Linked DNA regions of Zea mays: region 1 is linked to region 2. Evidence: chromatin contacts called from public Hi-C data. All regions are on one chromosome and are shown on one strand. The core of a region is the stretch at or near the end of the contact, and the rest is flanking DNA. Distances in the headings are between cores, read along the strand shown.

Evidence for each region. Hi-C and Micro-C count contacts between places; a contact is called where the count stands out from the background.
Region 1: a Hi-C map of leaf shows a contact between it and region 2, with 5 times the contacts expected there. The contact joins the promoter of LOC100193626 here to the promoter of LOC100384547 in region 2. A contact is called at or near these places in 2 of 25 Hi-C or Micro-C datasets (ear and leaf).

The regions. Positions count from the first base shown.
Region 1 is chr4:149,977,879-149,983,752 of Zm-B73-REFERENCE-NAM-5.0, reverse strand. It overlaps LOC100193626, which reads right to left and starts at 2,497. Exons shown (of 2, transcript NM_001138726.2): 1 at 2,440-2,497.
Region 2 is chr4:149,746,062-149,752,271 of Zm-B73-REFERENCE-NAM-5.0, reverse strand. It overlaps LOC100384547, which reads right to left and starts at 2,698. Exons shown (of 1, transcript NM_001177062.1): 1 at 1,393-2,698. The coding sequence starts at 2,459. The coding sequence ends at 1,536. It overlaps LOC103653816 (cell division protein FtsZ homolog 1, chloroplastic), which reads left to right. Exons shown (of 6, transcript XR_004857833.1): 6 at 592-1,196.

The DNA.
Region 1 (5,874 bases), core at 1,248-3,747, 230 kb before region 2:
ATGTCTCAACATTTTAACGTGTGGTGTCATAGCCATATTCCATATTGCACACACAATTAAACTTTGCAAAGCTTCACCATGCATGTGTTCATAATATCGGTAAGAATTATGTGAACATAATACTAGAGTATGCAGCATATTTTCATTTAGGAAAAATATTTGGATATCATAATATTATTAAAATCAGCTAGTCCAGTTGGGTGTATAGCCGAGTGGTGAAGGCGGCGTGAGCTAGGTCAGAGGTCGAAACCCCCGGTTCTACACAAAAACATTTCTCTCGCTGTGCTCTGCCCGCTTTTGGATTACGTCCTGCGTGCCATCCTTCAGATGGACCGTTGCAGAGTGATTGGTGATGACCCGCTAGTGATGGGGGCTAGCGTTCGAGGCTTTTCTCGACCGAGACTTGGTTTCGGTCCTTCTTAGACATGCGGGTGTCGTGTGCGCCTTGATTGCCAGCCCCAAAAATATCGAGATAGCTGTCTTTCTCCGCCGGGTTTTTTTCATTAAAATCAGGTAGTGCAAAGTCACAACAATAAATGATTAAATTGCATTTCGACAATCTGTGAAAGTTATAGTTATTACATTAGTCCCAAGAAAAACTCTTACTTTCAAAAGTATGTTATTAATTACAGTTTTACTTCTTACGTTAATATGTTATATTAGTTACACAAACTTCGAATTCATATAGAGACCCCAATTTGCCATGGCCCCATTTAGAATAACAAGGTTCCTGCATGTATAAATGAGTTTGCAGCAAAAAAAATGCAAAATTCATATATATTTTAGACACATTGTAACTAGTGAAGCCAACGTCCGTGCAATAATAATCGAAATATTCCATGGCAATTAGTTATCGGTAATCAAGATGAATAGACATGACTTTGAAGTCCAAAAAAGAACATGCGAAAAGGTCATGTAACAATGCATAAGGGATTGAATTCTTATCATCTTGGTGGCCTATGAGACTTGGAAGCAGCATCAGGATTCATGTGTGTTATAGGATTATTGTAAACCGTTAAGGATGAGTGGTGGCAAGAGCATCGTCGTCTAAGGCTCTAAGCTTAGCTTTTTTCTCTCTCTTGGTCGCTATCTCTTGCATCTTAGGTGCTAAGATCTTGGATCTTTGAGTGTTTATGTGTGTTTACTTTGGCTGATTTTTTCCTAGCCTTTTGTACTCTTATTCTTTTTCTCTTAATAAAATGACAACACGACTCTCCTGTGTCTTTCGAGAAACAAAATGATATACTCTTTCCATTTCACAAATTTATCATTCTAACTAATCTCATACAAAATAGAGAGCATTAAAGTGAAAACTATTTTCCTCGTCACAATCATTGATGTCTTGCATCCCTATTCACTAGTGTACTCATTTTGTCCCTGGATAAATAGATTCCTAGCAAGTTCATATGACAAAAAAATCTTTATTATCCTTCATTAGCTAGAGCAGTTGCAATAATCAATAATTGTTTCAATATCATACTAATTATAGCATTTACTACACACATCCAAATGTAGAAACTCAGCGCTAGAATGAGAGATGTGAGGGGTGTAGTAATCGAGGCGTTCTCATGAAAAATAAATAGACTGGTGAACTATTGAACCTCTTTTAGAGATTAACTTATTTGTAGACAAATTTTTAAGCTTGCAATCTATTTATTTGGAGGTCAGGGACGGATGCAGCGGTGAGCGAGCGAGGCTCGAGAACCCCCTACCGCTCCTGAGCCCATGGAGCTTCACTGGATAGCCTCCCCTAAAATTTAAAATATACATAGTATGATATAGAAGGGACTACTATATTGTATCAGTTTAATTTAATCCATCTTAAAAAAATTCTGGTTCCTTCCTTGTTCGAGGCGGAAGGAGGATTTGGCAAGGGAAATATAACCGGGTGCTGTGGCTATATATGTTGTTGATAGGCGTGGAGTTAATAATGCTTTGGAATGCTCAGTGTAACAGGTATTCCAAGAAAATTTTGAATCCTACAACGACAAAACAAGTAGTTCGGGGAATCTTATTAGGGAGAGAAATATTAACCTATGTCATCAAGGATCAAGCTATATATACGCTTGCAAGTATATATAAAAAGCAAGTAGTAATGATTTCTTTAGTACATGAGATATTCAAAGAAAAGAGACCAAATAGAGAGATTTGGGGCCTATTTGGTTCGTGGCTAACTATGCCACACTTTGCCTAAGGTTAGTCGTCCGAATTGAAGAACTAACCTTAGGCACAAAAGTTAGGCAAAGTGTGGCAACTTAAGGCATGTTTGGTTTGTGGCTAAATGTGCCACACTTTGCCTAAGGTTAGTCATCCAAATTGAATAACTAACCTTAGGCAAAAAAGTTAGGCAAAGTGTGGCAATTGAGGCAACGAACCAAACATGCCTTTAGTCATCAAACCAAACATGCCTTTGATCATAGAATACTAGAATTGTCGTACCAGCTGAATTTGGGGAGCCAGAGATGAATAGACTTTAGTGCTGTGGTGTGTGTGGTTTGTACACTACACCTCGTCATCTCCTTATATAGAGGTCTGGCAAGAGTAAAATATCGTATTTGCCCATAGTAGAGGACGAAACATGCATTATTCGTTGGAAGAAAATGACATGTCTGCGTCTCTGATATTATGTCGTACTTTATCTATAGATCTGCAATAATGTAGATGTTACTCGCTCCTGACAAAAATTATTAATGTTTTGGACATTGAAACATAATTTTCAATACTACCTTTTTCCCTAATATCTGCATATATCCGCCAAACTGCTTCATGGGGCATATCTCTCCGTTCCAAAATAGTTTGGCTTCATTTGTCTTCTTGAATTGATGCGTGCCATTCCATTCTAGTTCCTTCTCTCTCTCTCTCTCTCTCTTTGTTTTCGATCTACCCAATGATTCAAGAAATACGTGACTTGCATTCCTAATTGCTGGATTTAAAGGAGGCTCCAGAGATGGGTTGGATGGTAGGCATATGTCGAGCAAACCCAACCGTGGCGTTGATGGGAGAGGAGAGGGAGAAGCAATTGAGGCCGGAGGTATTATTATGAGGAGAATTTTGTGATTTGCTGGAGTAAACAGCTGGAGTTTTGCAGTTGAGGTATATGCACAGCACGCGAATGGTTTGCTGTTTTTGAGCTGTTCTTCACTCCATGATTTCTCTAGGGCTCCGTAGCTCCATGGCGACGGAGTGATGGGACGGGAGAGAGGATAGCAATGGAGAGAGCGACATGGGGAGGGAGAGAGAGAGAAAAAATTAGAGATTTTTTTTACTATTCCTATATTTGATGTCTAAATTTTAATATAATTTGAGGCGACACTCATGTAACACTATTAACTAGAATAAAATATTTTTATACTTTATTATTTACCTTTATTGAGATTTTTATCTCAAAACTAAAAATTACAGTTTGTGCATACCTAAATTGCAATAAATTAAAGCTATACTTTTAACACAAAATATACGCAATAACGGTCATACGAAAGAAGCTAGAGCTGTATTTTTTGTGCAAAAGATGCAAACCATGCACTATTATATTCCCGTGTTGAAAAACACGTTTGGTTGGTTAGAAGTGGATTGATAGAGATTGGAGCAAATTTAATGTCTTTTTGATTCCTTCTGGTCAGCTTCTGGCTAGTAAAATCGGATTTTGGCTGCTAAACACTTCACTTCTATAAGAATCGCTTAAATCAACGTAAATGCAGAATTTATCGAGTCATCGTGTCCGGAGGAATCTACCGCTTTCGCGTCCCAATACCTTACGGGCCCATTAATCTTCCTCCGCACGTTTATACCTTTGTTTGGTTGCATGGAGACCCCTTGATTTTGTGACAGCTAGATTATTAAAGAATCCAGATTTTTTGAAACGCTCTTCAAAATAAATATACCAAAAACACTAAATCCCTTGCTAGTCGAAATTAAATTAGAAAAAGTTTTAATCCATCTTAATTCTCTTCGATCTCCGTGCAACCGAACAAGGTATAAGCGACTCTTACAAAATCTGAACGGTATGATTCCAAGCCCCCCTCAAGTATGTTTTGTAGGAAATTCAAGGTTGCGCCCGTGCTGTTTCAAGCAAAACCTGCGACATTAATACACGTACGGCCACATGGGATCATGGCATCGTGCAAGATCATATCATCCCACATGTGGACCTCGACCTAAATAATTGCACCACTGGGATATAGCAAACGTGTGCGTTCACCAATCCCTTTCTAGGATCGGGGCGTATCAAACGTGTCGTAATTTCGCCTCGCACATGCATGCATGCAGATCAGATATAAGTAGCTACTCGTACGTACTCGGCACCGCTGATTCGTATATATGGTCACCGTCACGCACGTCTACGTTAAGATATTAAATTTACGTGAAAAAAAATCGAAGAATCTGAAGCGTACTGGCGCCCCTCCGAAAGACACCAGTCAGAAACGGCTTGCAATCTGGTCCATCGTCTCGTCGTTTGTATGCGTGTACAAATCGATGCGATGGCATTATTGATTCGTATAATTCAGTATAGTACGAAGAATCACTAGTATCGTATAGTTTATTTTTAAATAAAAAAGTTAAATAAAAATACGAACATATAAGGTTGATTTATCCCTTATGCATGGTTCGAATTGATGATGAGTAATTGTCAATAAATACCACTATGGGATACACTACCGGAATCGCGTTCTTTGCCGAGTGTCTAAGACACTCGGCAAAGGCTATTTTACACTCGGCAAAGGCTTTGCCGAGTGTAACACTCGGCAAAGAATACTCGGCAAAGATTTCATCGGCAAAGGGTTCTTTGTCAAGTGCTTTTTTTCGGACACTCGGCAAAGACTTTGCCGAGTGCTTTTTTTCGGACACTCGGCAAAGACTTTGCCGAGTGTCAAAAAGCACTCGGCAAAGAAAAACACTCGGCAAATTAGGAATCGAAAAAATTAAAAAAATAGTAAAACATTTTTTAAATTCTAGGAACAACTCTCCAACCCTCCCCTATTACCTTACCCGTTGCCCTATCATTTTTCACTATTATTTTGAATCAAACTTATATGTTTTGTAACACTCGGCAAATTAGGAATCGAAAAAATTAAAAAAATAGTAAAACATTTTTTAAATTCTAGGAACAACTCTCCAACCCTCCCCTATTACCTTACCCGTTGCCCTATCATTTTTCACTATTATTTTGAATCAAACTTATATGTTTTGTAAATGGTGAGATTCGAACTCGCAACCTCTCTCTCGCGCATACCATCCTATACCACTACACTACTACACCAATTATGTTTATATTACGTTTCCATTCCCCACATACTATAACAAATAGAGAGTAATTTGATTATTTAAGGCACTAAATGAGTTCATTTGAAAATGTGACCAACTATAAAGTTGCATAACTTTTTGAGATCTAAAAGTTTTATTTTAATAGTTTCTACATCCGAGACTGTTTATAAAATTTGAATTTTAAATTTAAAAACTTCACACGAAATTTTCAATGATAAGATGATTTTAAATCAAAAAATTGTCAACTACAAAGTTTCATTATATTTCAAGACCTACAACTTTTATTTTGGTGGTTTTTCCATCCGAGACAGTTTGAAAAATTCAAATTTCAAAATTCAAACATAGTTTTGCATAACAAGATGATTTCAAACTAAAACATTGTCAACTACAAAGTTTCATAACTCTTCAATACCTACAACTTTCATGTTGGTGGTTTTTCCTTTCGAAGTCGTTTTCAAAATTCAAATTTTAAATTTTTTAAATTCAGACATAGTTTTCGTTGACAATATGACTTCAAATGAAAAAGTTGTTAACTATAAACTTCTATAACTTCTCAAGATCTACAAAGTTTATTTTGGTTGTTTGGTAATTTATTTATCTCAAATGATGGTT
Region 2 (6,210 bases), core at 1,449-3,948:
TAGCCCTTCTGATAATTGTCCATGGAACTTATTCGAATCTAGCCGTAGCGCAGTCAGCTTTCTACAGGAGTATATGCTTTCCGGAATCGTGCCACTGAAGTTATTCAGCATGAGATCTATGGTTCTTAGACTGGGCATATTGCTGAATAACTATAGTTGGTAGATGGTCTCGCTACAGTAGACAGGAAAGGCACCATGCCTGGCACTGGCAGGTCTGCAGCGAACACCGTTGTATGTGTATGTATAGTATGCACGTGTGCAATTCATATTAGCTTAACAGCCTGTGTAACAAAAACAATTACCCAACTTCCCAAGATAGTTAATGCACTATATATCCAAAACCTGATACATGCATCAATTTGTCTTAAAAAGTACATTCATAAAAATATAAATGTATAAAGAGTTCATTTGTATTTTAACAAAAGTCTTTGGTCAAAGCCATATTCTGGAGACCGTGTCAGTGTCCTAGACCACAAATAACATTGGAGGGAGTAAATTATATCTCATGTCTATCAACGAAGTTTTACTTTTTAGGTTCTATTAATGTCTAATTCTTGTAACCCCTCTTTTTTGGTATCTCAATTGTTGCAGTTAGGAAACCTTCCATTACGGCCTTATTTCTGCAGAAGTATGACACCAACTTTCATCTATTCTCTACCACCAAAGAGATGGAAAAGCAGGTTGCCCCCACCCCCATAGCTTTCTGTTTTGTCCCTATAACAGGTTTACCTATGTTATATATAGACACCGTAGCAATGCACGTGTAATGGTAGATTTTCTGATTGGTTAGTTTGGAAGTGAAGTAGGTGCCAATGTTGTGCATGAGCAGAAGAAATATTATTCCCTTCAATATTAGTAGAGGTAGAGATATTTACTTTTATCAGTATTTGTGTTGTGATAGCTATTTTTAGCCTAATGTTTCAGGTCAAAGGGCCATACTTCATAGCTTTTTGCTCCTCATTGTTTTAAGTGAAAGGGCGCCAACTATTCAAAATTTACTCTAGGTAGATAATTTTCATTGTCGAGTTTTATTTTGGTATATGTAACTTTTTGTAATTGGGCCTAAGCGTATTGGAGCACTCTAAGTTAACAGGTGCTTGAAGCTGATGATGAAATTATACAGCTTGGATGAATAAACCTTTGTTGTAGTGACATAAGGAGTTTCGAAATTACAAGGAATTTTAAATTTGAATATTTTTCAGTGAGATGTTGAGGTTGATAATTTTAATCTTTGTGCACTAATATTTTGTAGAAAGTAGTTTGTTCACCGTTGCAACGCACGGGCATGTACCTAGTCAAGCATTAAGCACGCGATGAACAACGTCCTTCCCGTTATCGCCCAACAACTAGAATTCCACTTCTATCATCGACCCCATAACATCACACAACATAACACCATAACAACGGATCTAGCCATAATTACCAAGCGCACACCTCGCATCACTGGTATTTCTAACTTAATCGTATACGCATACGAAGCGTCTTATTTTACGATCATAAAACCGATAGTAAAAATAGCGAATCGGCTCACCACATCACAATTCGATTTGGTAGTTGCCTGAACAACGACGGCCTTCAGCTGAAGTCCTTGATCGAACATCTGGCGAGCGTGACCGACGAGCTAAGTCTGAGGCGAAGCTCGACGACGAGATCGAACAGGGGATGATGAGCGTGAGGGTTTCACAACGAGGATGAGTGACATCGTGGAATCTTGGTCCAACATTTAATCGAACACAACGGAAGCGAGGCACAGCAGGAATGGCAGTATTAAGCATGGGCACGATAAGGGACGCGCTGCTGCACGACGCGATGATGAACGACGACAACCTATGACGGCCAAAACGGAAGACTTGGTCGAGGCGGGGTCCAAGCATCCAGAGTTTTTTTTTGCCGAGGCTGAACAGAGAAGGATGCACAAATCCTAGGCACGATGGTGGCCATAGCCAAGCAGTGGGACGCGACTGCGCGCAGAGAACTCGGCATGGCGAGGGACGACGGAACGCTGCGTGCGCGTCCAGGGAGCAAGGCGCGGTCGAGAACGGACAGAGGGAGCCGGGAGAAAGAACTGCGGCGCTGCGAGCAGAGCGCAGGGGAGTTCGTGGCTGCGCGCAGATGGGCGAGCTGGAGCGCCGCGACGAGCGCAGGGGCGCGGCACAAGCGAGGGCGAGCTGCCGCAGGGAGAAAGAAGCTGGGGAAAGGGCCGCAGCGCTGGGGGCTCGACGTGCCGTGACCAGCAGAGAGATGCGGCGCTGCGCAGAGGAGGGAGAGGAAGGAGAGAGAGCAGCCATGGGAAAGGGAGGAGAACTGGGCGCGACGCAGGCAGCCAAGGGAGCTTCAAGGCCGAGCGCCAGGAAGAATGAGCAGGGCGCCGCGACACTGGGACAGGGCACCGGCGAGCAGCAAGCAGAGAGAGAAGGCGCGGCGGTCAGGACGAACGTCAGGGAGCTTCGGCTGGCCATGGAACCGAGCAGTGATGCGCCATGGGGGAGAAACCAGCGCGCAGCAGAGAAGCTCGGCGAGGAAGATGGGGCAGGAACTCGGCGCCGGCGAGGGGAGCAGGGTGATGAACGCCGAGGAAGCTGACGCAGGGGGAATCGCCATGGCGATCGCAGGGGCGAGCCAGGAGCTGCGCGACAGGGGCATGCGCGCGGCGCTGGGGTAGAAAAGAGCGGCTGCGCGCGGCTGAAGATAAAGCTGGGAGAAGAAGACAGCGGCGTGGAAAAAAATCTTGAGCAGGGGCGGTCAAGAGATGAGAACGAACGGGTAAAAAAAATCTGAAGTTTCAGACGGCAACCGATAAACGTTGAGAATTCCTTTTTTTATTTCTTTAAAGAATTTCGCAGATATTTTTGAATCCAAATTTTTAGCAATGTACACTGGGTAGAAACGTTATTCAACTACGCATTTCATTCTAATGATTTAGCAAACTAAATCATCTACTAATTACTTGTTGTCAATACTAATTACAGTGGTTTGGTTTGCTTCGGACAGAATGCAAATAGACTGAATTAGACGGATTTCGGCTTCAGTATTTAGTCGGCGCTTAACTCGTCTAACCTGATAATCTCATCCACTAATCAAGCACCCGATTTCTCTGCCGAAGACAACACACTGGAAAAAGAGGCCCAATTATTACTCTTGCGCTCGCCAAAACAGCGTGCTGGAGGATAAATTGGGTCATAACCTCGCGCAAGATTTCGCGCGATTCGAATTATTTTACCCCGATCATTTTAGTCGTCGAGTTCAAACTAATTTGCCTGGGATAAAAATCATCCGAGTGTGTCGGGCTTCCGAATTCGTATTCGTGCGAGCGACGATTTAAAATAATCACCGGACGCACCGATTTTCGGAACAACAATGTTCCGAACATCACGAAAATTTAAGAAGAGACCGGATAAATAAAAACGATGTCGACCTCGCGATAGACGAAATAGATGCGATATTAAAATCGCGATATGCAAAGATTTTTAAAATTGAGCATCCGTTTTATCCACTGATATTACGTGCTTAAATCCATACTCGTTGTCGAGCAGAATACAAACACCTAGGGTGTTACAGCTAGCCCTGATCCTTCGTTGTGTCTTCTTCTATACATTGTGGCCACACCATGTGCAGTCAGCGCAGCGTTAGTCCAAGAGTAGGACAGAGAGGGCACAAGTCGGCAGTGCCGAGTGTACTATGTCTCCGAAGTCCTCACGACTTCTAAGTGCAACATGACCGAGCTAGAAAAATTTTTTATACGCAGTCGTCATGGCATCGCGCAAACTGCGCCACTACTTCGAGGCATTCAAAGTACGGGTCAATTCGGACAGGGGCCTGAGAGAATTGTTCAGGAACCCGGAGGCATCCGTCCGAATCGCCAAATGGGCAGCCGAACTCTCCGGGTACCACATCACCTTCGAACCCAGAACAACGATCAAATCACAAGTCTTGGCAGACTTCATCGTTGACTGGACAGGACCAACATGGCAACAAGAAGAGTCACCAGAGAAAGTTTGGACCATCCACTGCGATGGCCCGTGGTGCCATGCGGGGGCAGGCACCACGGCGATCATAACATCACCCGCAGGCGTCAAGTACAGATACGCAACATGCCTCAGCTTCGCCTTGGAGTCCGACAGATGCACTACCAATATAGCAGAGTATGAAGCCGTCATCCTAGGACTTTGCAAATTACGAGCACTCGGTGTCACCACATGCATAATCAGGACAGACTCCAAAGTAGTCATCGGCCAGGTTGAGAAGGAGTACTTAGCAAAAGACCCCACGCTCATGCAGTATCTCACAGCTGTCCGCAGCCTCGATAGACAATTCAAGGGTTTCACCCTGCAACATGTCGACCGCAACAAGAACGAAGAGACCGACGCGTTGGCCAAAGCAGCGGCCAAGGGCAAGGCCTTGCCCTCCGACGTGTTCTACCACGTCATCGACACGCCAGCTGTCCGTAACCCTAAAGGTTTACAAATAACTCAGGACACCGATGGCCACCGCATCGTCAACCTCATCATGGCCGAAGACTAGCGGGCCCCAATAACACTGTACCTACAAGGACACTATCATCTAATCGATCTCAATGAGGCCAAATGACTAAAGCAAAGAAGCAGGGACTTCACATTAGTCTAGGGTCAACTGTACAAAAAGGGGATCAGCCAGCCCATGCTGAAGTGCATAACCGAAACCGAAGGCATAAAAATCCTCCGCGAAGTCCACAACGGAACTTGCGGCTCCCACTCAGAACCTAGGGCCCTCGCTGCCATGGTGATTCATCAGGGATTTTACTAGCCCGCAATAATCTGCACCGCCAATCGAGTCACAAGGTCATGCGAAGCATGCCAAAAGTTCTCCCCTCGCTCAGGCAGCCCTTCGCTATTCACTAAACTCATCGCCCATACATGGCCACTTCAACGCTGGGGGCTGGACATCGTTGGACCACTACCCATAGCTCAAGGGAACCTCAAGTTTACCTTCGTTGCCGTCGAATATTTCACAAAGTGGATTGAGGCCAGGGCAGTATCCATAGTAACATCGAAGTTCGCCCAAAAATTCTTCTGGCAAAACATTGTCTGCCGCTTCGGAGTCCCGTCCGAACTCACAGTCGACAACGACAAACAGTTCGACAGCCAAGACTTCAGGGATTTCTGCTTTTCCATCGGCACCAAGCCTGTCTTCGCCTCTATGCACCACCCACAATCCAACGGTGTTGTTGAGCGCGCCAATGGCAAGATTTTTAGTGCCATCAAGAAAAGGCTTCTTGATGACAAAAAGGGAAAATGGGCCGACCAATTATCTGAAGTTGTATGGGCCCTAAACACAACAGAGTGCCAGACAACCGGGTTCACACCCTTCCGCCTATTGTATGGATCTGAGGCCATGACGCCGCAAGAGTTAAAGCACGAGTCCCCACGAACAGACAAATCAGTCATCCCTGATGTCGATGAACCAGCTTCCAAAGATCTCATCGACGGAGACCACGTCCTCGCCCTCCAGGCCCTCGACAAATATCAGGTTTAAACCAAGGCCTGGCACGACAACACAGTCGTCCCAAGAGAATTCAACGAAGGGGACCTCGTACTCGTAAGAACCACCCGGACAGAGTCACGAGACAAGCTAGAGCCGAAGTGGGAAGGTCCATTCATAGTCAATACGAAGGCATCCCCCAGTGCTTACAGGTTGACAACATCATCCAGCGAAGACTTAGAACATTCCTGGAACATCGATAATCTCCGGAATTTTTTTGTTTAAGTCCTAGGGCCTACGCGTCTTTGTAATTCTGCAAACAATGTTGTTCAGGCCCTTACTCTTTTCCTCCCGGGGGGTGAGGTTTTTAACGAGGTGGAGCCATGTAATATACCAGTGAAAAGCACCCCGCAAAAATTTCAAGAATCACCATGTCGAAAAAGACCGTCCGACGGCCTTCGGCATTCGACCAATTCGAGGTCACCGCGACAGGTAGCGTAGACTACCCTCGCATGTGACAAACTCCGCGCAAAAGTTGCCTAAGGGTGCAGCCGGACATGCACAACAAGTGCACAATACGAAGTCTTTACTACAAGACAACTCCGCGCAAAAGTCGCCTAAGGGTGCAGCCGGACACGCACAACAAGTGCACGATACGAAGTCTTTACAACAAGACAACTCCGCGCAAAAGTCGCCTAAGGGTGCAACCGGACACGCACAACAAGTGCACGATACGAAGTCTTTACTAAAAGA